Regions from separate parts of the Pan troglodytes genome. Here regions 2 and 3 are each linked to region 1. A link is a contact called in public HiChIP or PLAC-seq data. All regions are on one chromosome and are shown on one strand. The core of a region is the stretch at or near the end of the contact, and the rest is flanking DNA. Distances in the headings are between cores, read along the strand shown.

Region 1 (4,296 bases), core at 906-3,405:
CCCGCCACCACACCCGGCTTTTTGTATTTGTAATAGAGACGGGGTTTCACCATGTTGGCCAGGCTGGTCTTGAACTCTTGGTCTCAAGTAATCTACCCACCTCAGCCTCCCAAAGTGCTGGGATTACAGGCACGGGCCACCATGCCTGGCTAAACACACACTTCTTATCTTGCAGTTCTGCAGTCCAGAAGTCAACGATCGGTTTCACTGGGCTAAAGTTGAGTTGCCCACAGGGCTATTTCTTTCTAGAGGCTCTAAGAGAGAATTCATTTCATTAGTTTTTCCAGCTTCTAGGGCTGCATTCCTTGGCTCCTGGCTCCTTCAAAGCCAGCAGTGCAGCATCTTCAGATCTCTCTGACCCTCCTACCTCCCTCTTTCACTTATAAGGACACTACAAGTACATAGCGCCCACCCGAATAATCCAAGATAGTCTCCCCATCTCATGATCATTAATTTAATCACACCTGCAAAGTCCATTTTGTGGTGTCAGGTAAAAGATTCACAAGTTCCAGGGATTCAGACCGGGATATCTTTGGAGGGTCTCAGAGATCCTCCTCATTGCTTCCCTCTCCCACCCAACCTAGGGGAGTGGGGGTGTGCAATGGTATTTCTGACCCAGACGGGCCAAGCAGGGGAGTCAGAAAGGGGCCCTTGCCTGGTGTTGCACAGAAGAGGGAGAGGATGTTCTGTGCCTGAGGGTAGACCAGGAAGGCTGCCTGGAGGAGGGAGCTGTATCCTAAAGGATGCTCAGGAGCTGGCATTGAGGCCAGTGGCACAGCCTGCACAAATACAGGAGGACCTGGGGAGGCCAGGGGTGGGGCTGGGGGTATTGGGTGGGGCTGGCCGCATTCTCTGTCTTAACCAGCTCGCTCCTAGGTGCTTTTGTGGCTTCTGCACTCTACCAGCTTGGAGCCAGGGGCCTCATTCTCTCTTGCAGTAAAATGAGGCTGATGACTGAGTCTAGGAGTTGCTGAGCATCTGGTCTGCTGATTACCACCTTGGTGCCCAGTGTCTGCCTGCCTATCCACTGCTTTCAAACAAAGAGGCTGCCTGAAACCACCCAGGGGGACGCCTCCCACCCTTGCCCAGCCTCAGCCAATCTCCTCTTTCTCTTCTTCAGAGCTGGAGTTGTGCCCTCCTATCCTCTCTCTGCCCACCCCATCACTGCTGTACACCCTGCCCCTTGGCACTTCGGCCCCGGACTTGCTCCTCCTGGCAGGCCTGGGTGCTTGTGAAGCCGGGTGCCAGAGGGCCCAGCACGGCACGGCCTTTGATTCTCTTTTCTGTAAATCGACGACAATAAATTCTCTTTTTCCTTCATCCACAAGTGTTTACTGAGCGCCTTCTGTGTACCAGGCCGCACCAGGGTGCGGAGCAAAGACCAACCTCAGGGAGCAGATGAGGTCCAGGCGGCTGAGCCAACCGAACCATGGTTCTGGTAGCACTGCCTCCCCCGCCACCCTCAGGGGGCCCTGCTCCCCAAGCCCTTCCCAAATCCTGCCGTCCAGCTCTCCTCCCCACCTTGCAGGAGGGACGCCAGGGCCCGGTTTTCGGGTTCCGCCATTCTTTCCTCAGTGAGGGTCGGAGAGGTCCCTGCCCACGCCAGACCCGTCCCCAGCCGTCGCGGCACCCTCTTGTGATCAGGCGGAGGGACCAAGGGCCAAGAGCGGGGCTTCGCCGGACGCTAGGAGCATCACTGTCCAGACTGACAGATGGGGAAACTGAGGCTGACCAGCTGGGCAGGGCGTGCATACGAATCTGGGTCCTGGAAGCGTTCTGCAAGATCCCTTCTCACCTCAACCGCACGTGCTGGCATCCTTGGGTTTCCCTCCTTCCCCAGATCACAGCCGCACTTCTCTCCTCCGCCCTCATAGTCACCGCCCTGCTTTCTCCCTCCTCTTGCCCCGGGCGGGCCCCGCCCAGAATGCGGAGAGGCCTTCGGGGAAGCGCGGACCAATCGGAGGCCCTATGTAGGGCTGAAGAGGCGGGACTCTGGTCGCCATAACAACTCATCACGCCTGTGCTGCGCGCGCGTCGCCTTCGTGCCGCAGCCCTATTAAGTGAGGCAGGGAAGGCGCGCCAGACTCGACGGCCAATCAGGGACCCGAGGGCGATGTTGCCATGACGACCACGTTGCGCTGGAGATTGCGACAGGCGCTGGAACCGCGGGGAACTCGGGGAGCGAGTGGTGAGAACAGTGAGCACCAGCACTCCGATGGCACTGGCGAGAGGAAAGGCTGCGGCGCGCAGAGCGAGGCTGCGGGACCCCAGGATGGGGGACAGGAGGCTGCGGGGCCTCAGGTGAGCAGCAAGCGAGAGACCAGTCCCTTCGAGCGCCCTCACGCGTTTTGTCCCCACGCCACGCCGGGGACGAGTCTGTGGCACAGACTCGTCCCCGGCCCCGCGGGCTTAAGTTGTCTGGGGGCTGTCGCTGTGAGTACAGATCATATAGTTATGAATACATTTTAACGCAGATCCAAACACATAGTATAACGTGAGGATCCTATATAAAGTGAGACGCCTCAAAAAAAAAAAAAAAAAAAAAAAAAGATTTTTTTTTTTTTAGCCGGACGTGGTGGCGGGCGCCTGTAGTCCCAACCACTCGGGAGGCTGAGGCAGGAGAATCGCTTGAAGCCGGGAGGCGGAGGCTTCAGTGAGCCGAAATCGCGCCACTGCACTCCAGCCCGGGCGGCAGAGCGAGAGACTCCGTTTGGGGGGGGAAAGTGTTTTTTTAAATGCAGTCAAATTCGAACGTAGGTTGATAGGATCACATAGTTGATCCGCTCTAACCCCACACCCACTTGCAGACCTGGTTAGTGCTGAGGTCCTCTCATCCCAGGGAGTAGGCTAGGGTTCGCACTGGCTCCCCTGGGGCCCGGCTTGGCGTGGCAAAGCTGGGAGTCTCGCCCTAGGTTGGGGTTTCCTCTGCTCTGTAAGCCTCTGCAGAAGGAGCAGAGGGTGGTGGGAGAAGAAGTGCCCAAGAGGGGCCACAAGCTACCTGTGATCTGTGTCCCTCCACCAGGGGGATGGGTGCTTTCATTTTTATCGTTGTGGAAAACTTCACATTAAGTACTTCTCCAAAGAATCTCCCAGACATCTACTTGTTCTTTCAAAACATATGATTTTTTTAAAAAATAATTTACATACCATAAAATTTGCCGATTTTGAGTGTACAATTCAAGGCTGGGCGCGGTGGCTCACGCCTGTAATCCCACCAATTTGGGAGGCTGAAGTGGGCGGATCACCTGAGGTCAGGAGTTCGAGACCAGCCTGACCAACATGGAGAAACCCCATCTGTACTAAAAATACAAAATTAGCTGGGCGTGGTGGCACATGCCTGTAATCCCAGCTCCTCGGGAGGCTGACAGGCAGGAGAATTGCTTGAACTCGGGAGGCGGAGGTTGCGGCGAGCCGAGATTGCACCATTGCACTCCAGCCTGGGCAACAAGGGCGAAACTGCGTCTCAAAAAAAAAAAAAAAAAAAAAAAAAAAGGCCGTAGGTCTGAATAGACCCCTCACCTAAGAAAAATAGATACATAGCTGGCAAATAGGCACATGAAAATATGCTCCACATCATATGCCATTAGGGAACTGCAAATTGAAACAATAATGAGATACTACTATACATCTATTAGAATGGCTACAATGCAAAACACTGATAGCAACATATGCTAGCAAGGTTGTGAGGCAATGGGAACTCTCGTTTACTGCTGATAGAAAGGCAAAATGGTATAGCCACTTTGGAAGACAGTTTGGCAGTTTCTTACAAAAAGTTAAATATAGTCTTACCATATGATACAGCAATCACACTCCTGGGTATTTGCACAAATGAGTTGAGAACTTATGTCCATGCGAAAACCACACAAATTATTATAGCAGCTTTATTCATAATTGCTCAAAACTTGAATCAACCCAGATGTCCTTCAATAGATAAATGGCTAATCTGTGTTACATCCACACAATGGAATATCATTCAGCAATAAAATTAACTGTGCTACCAAGTTATGAAAGGCATGGAGGAGTCTGAAATGCACATTGGTAAGTGACAGAAGCCAGACTGAAAAAGCTACATACTGTATGATTACAAGTTTATGACATTCTGGAAAAGGTAAAGCTATAGAGACAGTAAAGCAGTGACTGCCAGGGGCTCAGTGGGAGGGAGGGAGGGAGGGAGGAATGAATAGTAGCACAAGTAATTTTTGGGGGCAGTAAAAGTATTTTTTACTATATTGTAATGGTGGATACATGAGTGTATGCATTTGTGAAAACCCATATAATGTACATTAATAATAATGT
Region 2 (4,296 bases), core at 568-3,067, 180 kb after region 1:
TCCTCAGACCTACCCCATGTGGAAGGCAGATGAGGAAACAGGCAAAGAAAGGCCATCTACAACCCACAGACTTATGCAGCTGGAAGCCCTCCCTTAGCCACCTGTATCCCTGGTCTTCTCTCCGCTCGGGCCTGTGCAAAGTCTCTGATAGTCTCCCTGCTCCAAACACAGGCTTTTTTTTTTTTTTCTTTGAGACATGCTGTCAGTCAGTTGCCCAGGCTGAAGTGCAGTGGCGAGATCATGCATCACTGCAGACTTGACCTCCCGGGCTCCAGAGATCGGCCTCCCAAGTAGCTGAGACAACAGGTGTGTGCCACGACATCCGGCTAGTTTCTTAATTTTTCTGTAGGGATGGGATCTTACTATGTTGCCTAGGCTGTTCTTGAACTCCTGGGCTCAAGCAGATGATCCTCTTGCCTTGACCTCCCAAAGTGCTGGGACTTACAGGTTTGTTCCACCATGCCGGCCCACAGGCTGTTTTTTAGGACTAGAAGACACTTCTCTCCCCTGTATCCTTCCCTTCTTCTACATGTGCAACCTCATTCCTGCGCTACAGCTCTCTCTTTACCAGGTGGATGGCATCTATACACCTACAGCCTGGGCATCAGCATCACTGCTGGCGTCTCCCCCTACCCAACGCCAGGGCTTACTTCACCTTCTACTCTCTCATCTACTTCGATGTGGCTCCTCATTTGGGCCCCACCATCATTCCCCTCCCAGCTTGGAAGCCTCACTCCACCTAATCCTCCATGTCAACCTGTGCAGTCACTTGTATGGCTCAGCTCCCAGGCAGCACCCTCTCTCCCTACTCAGCTCCATCTTCTAAGCCCAACATCACACTACGCAATGCCCCATCTCAGCTTCCTGATTTAGCTGGGGTTGGAAGGGGATGGGGGAGCTTCGCAATGGGTGGGGGGGCGGCAAAGGCTCCAAGACTGGCTGGAACAGGAGCCTGCAAGGAAGTCCCGAGATTCTGATTCCGCCCATCTTCAGATCACTGTGCCTTCGAGAACTTGTTTCCCCATTTGCAAGTGGGGCTGACCTCCCTCCTCGCGCTGTTCCTTCTGCAGCTGCGGCTTTAGGAAGGAATCTGCGTTTATGAAGGGGATGGCACCGCAGAATCATTCCCCCGTGGGTGGCATCGATTTCGAGGGCCGCCTCATCCTGGGGGCCAAGCCTCCACTCTTCAAGGTGCCAAGTCAACCTGAAACCCTGGGAGAGACTTGGGTCATAGCCAAGATGGCAGGTACCTACAGAGGGTCCCGAAATACACTTCCCAGAAGTCCAGGCGGCAACTTCCGCTCCAGGGTGCCAAGGTAGGTCCTGACGACGCCTAGGCAACCAGGGGCGGGGCTCCCAAAGCCTGTCGTCGTGGCAACGAGTAGTGATTGACAAGCCTCTCGCTCTAGCCCTGGGCGCTCCCGCAAGGACTGCCCGGATTCGTCCCCCGCGCTTCCGGTCTCACTGGGGAGCCGGAATCCCCGAGTCTGCAGCCACCGCCCCCGTCCACACGCTAGCCCTCCCGGTTAAGAGGACCCCGCCCTCACCTCTGCGCTCAGCGGGCCGCTCCGCGCTCCTGAGCACGCGCAGTCTTCGACTTCCCCCTCCCGCTGGACTACGTCTCCCAGGATGCTCCGCGCACCAGCTCGAGCGCCTCCTCGCCCTTCCCCCACCCTCGCCCCCGTTTCTACACCCTCTCCTCCCTTCCCCTAGCGGTGGTCGCAATGATCAGGTCATACTCCTGGCCGCTTCTTCCCATGCTCCCCGCCTCGAATCCGTGCGTCGGCATGCGCAAGCCTCTCGGGTACAACAGACGGCAGCACCGCCTACCAGATCGCGCATGCCCCCCACCACGTTTTCCTCAATTCTCTACGGGCCTTCCTGAGATTAGCAGGATCCTGCACCAATCACGGCCGTCATTATAACTCCATCGGTGCCCCACCGCGTCTCCATGGCAACTCCCTACAGGAAAGGGCCTCTGCTACTTCCTAGACCGCAAAATGGAGAAAGGCTTGGCCCGATGCTTTCCGGCAGATGTAGTCAGCAGGCCCTTCGTGTGTAAGTGCGCGCGCGGCGCGATGACGTTCCTCTGTGATCATGGGCGAGGGGCGGGCCCTGAACGTCTCCATGGTAACCTGGGGACACGACTCGACATCGCCTGGGTAACCCGGAGACGCGGCGGGCGTTGAAAATGCAATGGGGCATGTGGGATGAGGAGGTGGGGAAGGGTACTGGCGCAGAGAGATGCCGATCGATAGAAACAGCGAGGAGAGACGGAGAGAGACCAGAGAATCAAGGGCAAAGAGAGACGAAGGACGGGCGGGAGGAAGAGAGAGAGAGACAGAGAGACAGACTCACAGACTGGGAGGACCGGAGACTCGACGCGAGGAGAGACAGTGAAAATAAGTGAACAAACATAGAGACACGGGTCCAAGTTATAAGAGGGCTGAGTGGATCAGAGGGTCAGGGCCGGGCAAACAGGTGTCAGAACAGTTAGCAAGAGAGAGGCAGATCAGAAAGGGATGCAGATGAAAGAGGCACAAAGAAGGAAACGCAGAATGGGTTCACAGAGACAAGAAATGCAGATATCCAGACTCAAGAGGTAGACAAGAAGGGAGAGGGACAGAAACAAGAAGGGAGAAAAGGGACAGAAATTAGAGATACAGTAAGATGGATTGACAGTTTTCAAAGACCTAGAGAAAGATGAGAGCACGAAGAGAGACAGGGAGAATCCGAGGTAAAACTGTTAGGAAAACTTAGGAGTCCAGATGCTGTCCAGTTATATGCTACCTTGTACAGGTTGATAGGTTGCAAATGCTTTCTGTCCAGTGTATCGCTTTGTAGCTCACTAAGCAGTTTTGTATCCAACTTTGTGCTTTTATTTCAGTGTTTTTCTTTTTCTTTCTTTTTTTTTTTTTTTTGACGGAGTCTCGCTGTTGCCAGACTGGAGTGCAGTGGCACGATCTCGGCTCACTGCAACCTCCGTCTCCCAGGTTCAAGCGATTCTCCTGCCTCAGCCTCCCGAGTAGCTGGGACTGCAGGCTGCTCCACCACACCCGGCTGATTTTTGTATTTTTAGTAGAGATGGGGTTTTAACATGTTGGCCAGACTGGTCTTGACCTCCAGACCTCTGGTGATCCGCCCACCTCGGCCTCCCAAATTGCTGGAATTACAGGTGTGAGCCACCGCGGCCGGCCAGTGTTTATTCTTCCTTTCCTGTCTTCCTAGAATCATCTTGCTGCTTCCCTCAGTACGGTAAATAAATCTTTGACACATGCTCACTGAGAGTCGTGTTTTTAACTGTTTTGAAATTATATTTGGCAGTCTGAAGGGAACCTGTTCTCCGGGCTAGGGGACAAACAGGGAAAAAGAAAATAGTGACACATACCCAGGAAAGGAAGGAAGAAGGGAGGGTGATGTAAGACAGAGACATTAGGCGGCGAGAAAGCCAGCCTTTGGTCAGAAGCAGCTTCTGGCGCCCCTGGCTGGACTCTGTGCGGTGCGGCCTCGTTGCCAAACTACATTTTCCGGCAGTACCCGGGACGCCGGGCGCAGAGCGGAGAGCGTCGCAAGGGGCGGGCCTGACGCAGCCTCCTCCCTGCCCGGCCGTCGCCAGGCAACCTTCCCCCTTCGCGGCCGAGATGGACCCTGGGCTCGGCGTCCTCCGGAAAACTGCACTGTGAGGCGGGGCGATGGGGAAGGGCCGAAGCCCCGCCAGCCCAGCTAAAGCAGACGGCTCGCACTGCGACCCGAAGGTGAGGTTGATCGGCCGCGCTGGGGCCCCGGCTTCGGGGCAGGAGCTGCAGCCCCTCCTCTTGGTTCGGTCGGGGAACTGGGATATGAGGCCACTGTGTCCGCAGCTGGCACGCACCCGAGTGGGCCAATCGGAGCCTTCGGCGGCCCCACGGCTCTCTGGGAAATGTAGACCCGCTAGACGGGACGGTACCCGCCTCAGACCATACTGCGCAGGTGCTGATCTGAGTCTGGGTCCCTCCTGGGTCGAGGAGTTCTTTGGCCCAGATCTTCGTGGGGGCGTGTTCGCCCGGCCCTAAGGTCCCTTGCGGGCCTTCTCGGCCTCACAGCGCGTGTCCGCTGTTCGTTCCTCTTCCCTCCTCTGTCTTGGAAATGTAGTCTCGAGGGAGGAGCTTGGTCATCCACCCAGACTTCGTGAGGCCCCCGGGCTTGGGGCTGCCTGTTGAGAGTGGGAGGGAGAGAATGTGTGAATGTGTGGATGTGTGGATGAATTAATTTGCAATTATGGGAGCGCAGGCGAAGGTGTGAATGTGGGAGAGAGAA
Region 3 (4,296 bases), core at 517-3,016, 160 kb after region 1:
TGAAAGCACCTGTGTTTGGTGTCTGGTCTCTCTTGTTCACTGCTGTTAGAGCCGTGCCTGATTGACAGCAACCTGCCCCTGACCACCCACACTCACCATCTGGCCCTGCTTGGCCATCTTCTTAATGTCTGCAATGATTTTCTTCTCCTGGGTCTCTAGTTTCTGTCGCTCGCGGTCCAGCTCCCGCATGGCACGGTTCAAGGCCCTCTGGTTCTGCCGCAGTAGCTCCTCTGGCGTCTTCCGGCGCCCGAACAATAGGTCCATGATGGTAGAAGCTCACTGGCAGGCCTGAGACAGATGTGAGTGAGGCCCAGTTGTAGGGCATGGGGCCCAGGAAGGGCAAGAAGCAGAACAGGGTCACGGGAGCCTTGCCAAATGGGAAGGGGCTAACGGAGACTGGAGGCAGGAATGAGGGGCCAAAAAGGAGCAGCTGAGAACACTGGGATTGTCCCGGGGACACATAAAGGGGGACAGGTAGACCTGAAAATTATCCAAGTGCTGGCCTGAACCCCTCCTTCATCGCCATGCCCCAACAGAAGTTACGGCTTGCAAGTTCAGCTTCCCTCTCCAGAACCATGGGTGAGGCCCTGGAGTCCTTGATACGACTGAGAGCGGGGGGTGACGCGGGCCGGTGCACTGGTGTTTTGGGGACTGTGGGCACCGAGGACAGAGCAATTGTGGGGGTTCTGATAGAGGAGGACAGGATGGGCGGAAACGCTAAGTACCAAGAACAGGTGAATGTGGGGCTGTGAAGCTCAGGACAAGGCATTAGGATTTGGGGACCCTGAATGCTGAGGGACACGGTTGGGGGCGCTGGGGCATCCTGTACACTGAGGACGGGATGATGGAGATTGGGTCGCACTATACACCGAGGAGAGAGTCAGTGGGCCCGGCACCAAAGCAAGGTGGTGTTGGAGACCTCGATGTTGACGACAGGGTCCCAGGGAGAAGCGAGGCACCGGACACCCGGGCGAGTAGAAGGCCTCGTACGCTGCCGCCCGCACGCCCGCCCGGGATCCACGGTCCAGCAGGGGCCACTCACCGGAGCTGGGACGGACACCCGTTTCCGCTTCCGGGTCACGCTTCTCTTTCTGGGATCCCCGACTTGCCCACCGACTAAGGCCCCTTGGTCCTGTCGCCTCCGCCGCCGTTTCCGGATTAAACGACGTGACGTAACATGCCCCGCCCGCACCCGGAAGGTTGGGAAACTCCAGGAGCGCGCGTGCGCACGTGCCCTGGAACGGGCCAGCGTCCGAGCGCATGCGCAACAGCTCCCGTTTCCTCTGCGCGTCCGAGTGTTTCATGTTTTGAGTCCCGCCCGAGTCACCCAAGCCAGTACCGGGGTGGGCGCTTTCCACCCAACCTCCACTTGAGGACCCAGCTTATTCGTGAGACCTTGACTTCTGCCTGAGGCCTCAGATAGAAGGAGCCTCAGAAGGCTCCTCCTCCTCGGTGGGCCCACCCACACAAGAAAGGGGCAAAGCTAGAGATGGCTTGTTTCTTCCACTGTGCTGGCCTCTTGGCCAGGAAGCCACAGGTCACTGGATCCTGCCTACGCTTCTCATCCTAGAGTAGGCTTCATCCCAACCAACCCCAGGCACAGTCCTGGTATCCCCACCAACTTTAGAGCTGCCCCAGGCACTGGGCAGCCTGTTGTAGGGTGCTCCAATGCCACCTGTGACCACACCTTCCACCACCCCAGCTTTGCAGGCCCTAATGGACCTCAGCTGCCCCTCCCACCCCATAGAAGTAAGAAGCAGAGGCCATGCAGTAACATTCCCCTTTAATAGCCTGGTGGGACCTCCAGAGGTGGAGGGGTGGGTTGCCTGGGCCCAGCTACCCAGGCCCTTTGCCCACCCACTCCACAGCCCAGAGTGGGGGCTGAACAAGCACCCAGCAGGGGGGCTAGACAAGCCAATTCATTTCCCATCGCTGAGTGGGTCGGGGGAGGCAGCGCCGACCTTAATCACATGGTGTTAAAAAAAAAAAAAAACTAGGGGCACGTGGCAGGAAGGGGAGGCAAGGCCAAGGCAGGGGATTCCCCCACCGGCCGCCCCCCAAACCCCTACCCATGGCCCCCAATAAATATTTGCAGGGGATGCCAGGGCTTGTGGCCGTGGCGGGGGTGGGTATGCGCCAACCCTATTTCAGGCAGCGCTCGAAGTAGGTGGAGCCGATGTAGCCACCCCGCATGGAGCGCTGCACGTTCTGCTCAAACAGCCGCCGGTTGTTCTGCAGGACCTCTGCGGCCTCCTTGTTCAGTGGGTCCTCGGGGTTGGGCTCCTGTGGCCAGTACAGGTAGGGGGGGTCAACAGGCCAGAGGGACAGAAGGCCAATCTCCCCAGACCCAACCACCTATTCCTACTCACCAAGAAGAGATACTGCAGGCCATAAATTATGGAGTTTATCGTAAGGACTGGCTTCCAGTCCTCTCTGTGGACAGAGAGCATCAGGGTCAGGGCTTGGTGAGTGGGAGACTGCCACAGGCCCCTCTGGTATTGGGCAGGTCAGATCCAGGGCATAGGAGAGTGAGCATGTGAGAGGCTGGGAGGGAGGGTGTGGAGCAGGACAGGCCAAGGAGAAAACCAAGGTCAGGCCATGAGGAAGATGACTGGGAAATCAAGAAACCACAGACAACAAAGGGGTGGGAAGGGACAGAGTCTGATGTAGTGCCCACAAGACCATGAGGGAGGCCTGGCAGGCAGGGCCAAGGAGGGCAGTAGAGGGCCAGTGCCCTCACCTGAGGATGTTGAGGCAGACGTTGCCCTCGAGGTCAATGTTGGGGTGATAGACCATTGTCTCACACTTCACCTTGGGGGGATCATGCGGGTAACCCTGGCCCACCTGGCTCCAGGAAAAGAAAAGAGAGATGGGTAGGTGCCTGGAAGGGCCTCAGCTGCTGCCTCCTCTGTCCAGGGAGCCATCCCTGCCCGCCTGGGACTCACCTTAAAACTGAACACAAACTTCCCACTCTTGTAGAAGCCCTGGGAGGAAAAGGGGGAGAAGAAAATTTTAGGGTTCCATCCTGCGGGGCCCGATGGGCAGAACATGTCTCCCTCCTCTCAGTGGGGACACCCTTGGTTTGCTCCTGGGAATTCAGCCATATGCACCCTCACCTCATCAGGACAGATGACCAGCTTGAAGTTGAGGAGGTCGTCTGGATCTGAGAAGCTGATATCACACGTCTTGGGCAGGTTCAGCTCGTTTATGTCTGGGTTTGGGTAGCAGAGAGTCGGGAACAGAAAGAGGGAGGGGAAGAGAGAGAGAGAGAGGGAGCCAGCAGGACACTTAGGGCGGGTGTTTGTCAGCAGAGTCCCCATCGTCTCCTCCTGGACCCCCAGGCGCCTCTCCTGGGCTGTGCTCCACACCTCCAGCCCTCTCCTTGCTCCCCAGCTTGGCTCTTGTGGATACACAGCATACCCCAAACATGCATGTTCAGCTGTGTATGCGTGTCCCAACTCCTGGCCCAGGGTGACCCCCAACTTTTCTGTATCCACAGCTCCCAAATGCCCCCACTCCCAAACATCCTCTGACCGCCCTAAACCCCAGGCTCCCCATCCATGACCTCCACTCTACAGTATCTACCTGTTCACCCAAACTCAAAGATCCTGCCCACCCCCACCAACCCTCAGTCCTCACTGTCCTTCCTCTTCTCTGTCTCTCAGACCCAGCTTTCCATCTGACCCCCACACTCTCAAGTCCCCAACCCCCGCCACCCTACCCCACCCCCTCTGACTCTGAGGTTCACAGCACAATAGCCTAAATTTCCCCTCACCCCTGTCTCCAATCCCTGGTACTCATTAACCTTCCCTCCTCCACCTGTCACCCCAAACCCCAAATTGCTGTGACTCAGGCAGGCCCATGAGTCCCTGGTCCTCCAACCTACTTCACTCGTTTGACTCTGAGATTCCCAGAGACCCCAGCATAATAAACTAAATCCTCTTCCACTCATATCCCCAACCCCTGGCCTCTACTATCCCTCTCTTCTCCGCCTGTCACCCCAAACCCAAGTTCCCGTCTAACCCCCAGACTCTCGAGTCGCCAGTTCCTCCACTCCACTGCCTGACTCTGAGATTCCGAGTCCCTAGTAGCAGACACCAGGCCTTCCTAATGTCCTAAACCACCACATACCGGGCCCCTATCTCTGACCCCCTCCCCGTGACTGCATGATCCCAACTCTCAAGACTTGACCTCCGACCCCCCCCTACGCTCGGGGCCCTTCACCTCTGACCCTCAGCAACCGCATTACCCCTTCCTGACTCCCACATCACCCTGCCTCAGGCCCTGACCTCCGAC

Evidence for each region. HiChIP or PLAC-seq counts read pairs in DNA pulled down with a chosen protein or histone mark.
Region 2: a contact with region 1 is called in an H3K4me3 HiChIP or PLAC-seq map of stem cell-derived excitatory neurons, with 4 times the contacts expected there. The contact joins the promoter of MZF1 here to the promoter of ZNF584 in region 1.
Region 3: an H3K4me3 HiChIP or PLAC-seq map of stem cell-derived excitatory neurons shows a contact between it and region 1, with 3 times the contacts expected there. The contact joins the promoter of CHMP2A here to the promoter of ZNF584 in region 1. A contact is called at or near these places in 1 of 7 Hi-C or Micro-C datasets (stem cell-derived neural progenitor cells) and 1 of 1 datasets of contacts at active chromatin or transcription factors (stem cell-derived excitatory neurons).

The regions. Positions count from the first base shown.
Region 1 is chr20:61,336,663-61,340,958 of NHGRI_mPanTro3-v2.0_pri, forward strand. It overlaps ZNF584 (zinc finger protein 584), which reads left to right and starts at 2,156. Exons shown (of 4, transcript XM_016937003.4): 1 at 2,156-2,301.
Region 2 is chr20:61,516,992-61,521,287 of NHGRI_mPanTro3-v2.0_pri, forward strand. It overlaps MZF1 (myeloid zinc finger 1), which reads right to left and starts at 1,818. Exons shown (of 6, transcript XM_016937019.4): 1 at 1,548-1,818. It overlaps LOC134809136 (a long non-coding RNA gene), which reads left to right. Exons shown (of 6, transcript XR_010153997.1): 4 at 195-306; 5 at 1,071-1,316; 6 at 1,410-2,058.
Region 3 is chr20:61,499,229-61,503,524 of NHGRI_mPanTro3-v2.0_pri, forward strand. CHMP2A (charged multivesicular body protein 2A) reads right to left here and starts at 1,767. Exons shown (of 6, transcript XM_003316765.6): 1 at 1,043-1,767; 2 at 97-288. The coding sequence starts at 264. UBE2M (ubiquitin conjugating enzyme E2 M) reads right to left here. Exons shown (of 6, transcript XM_016937020.4): 2 at 3,117-3,211; 3 at 2,946-2,984; 4 at 2,741-2,844; 5 at 2,370-2,433; 6 at 1,767-2,283. The coding sequence ends at 2,143.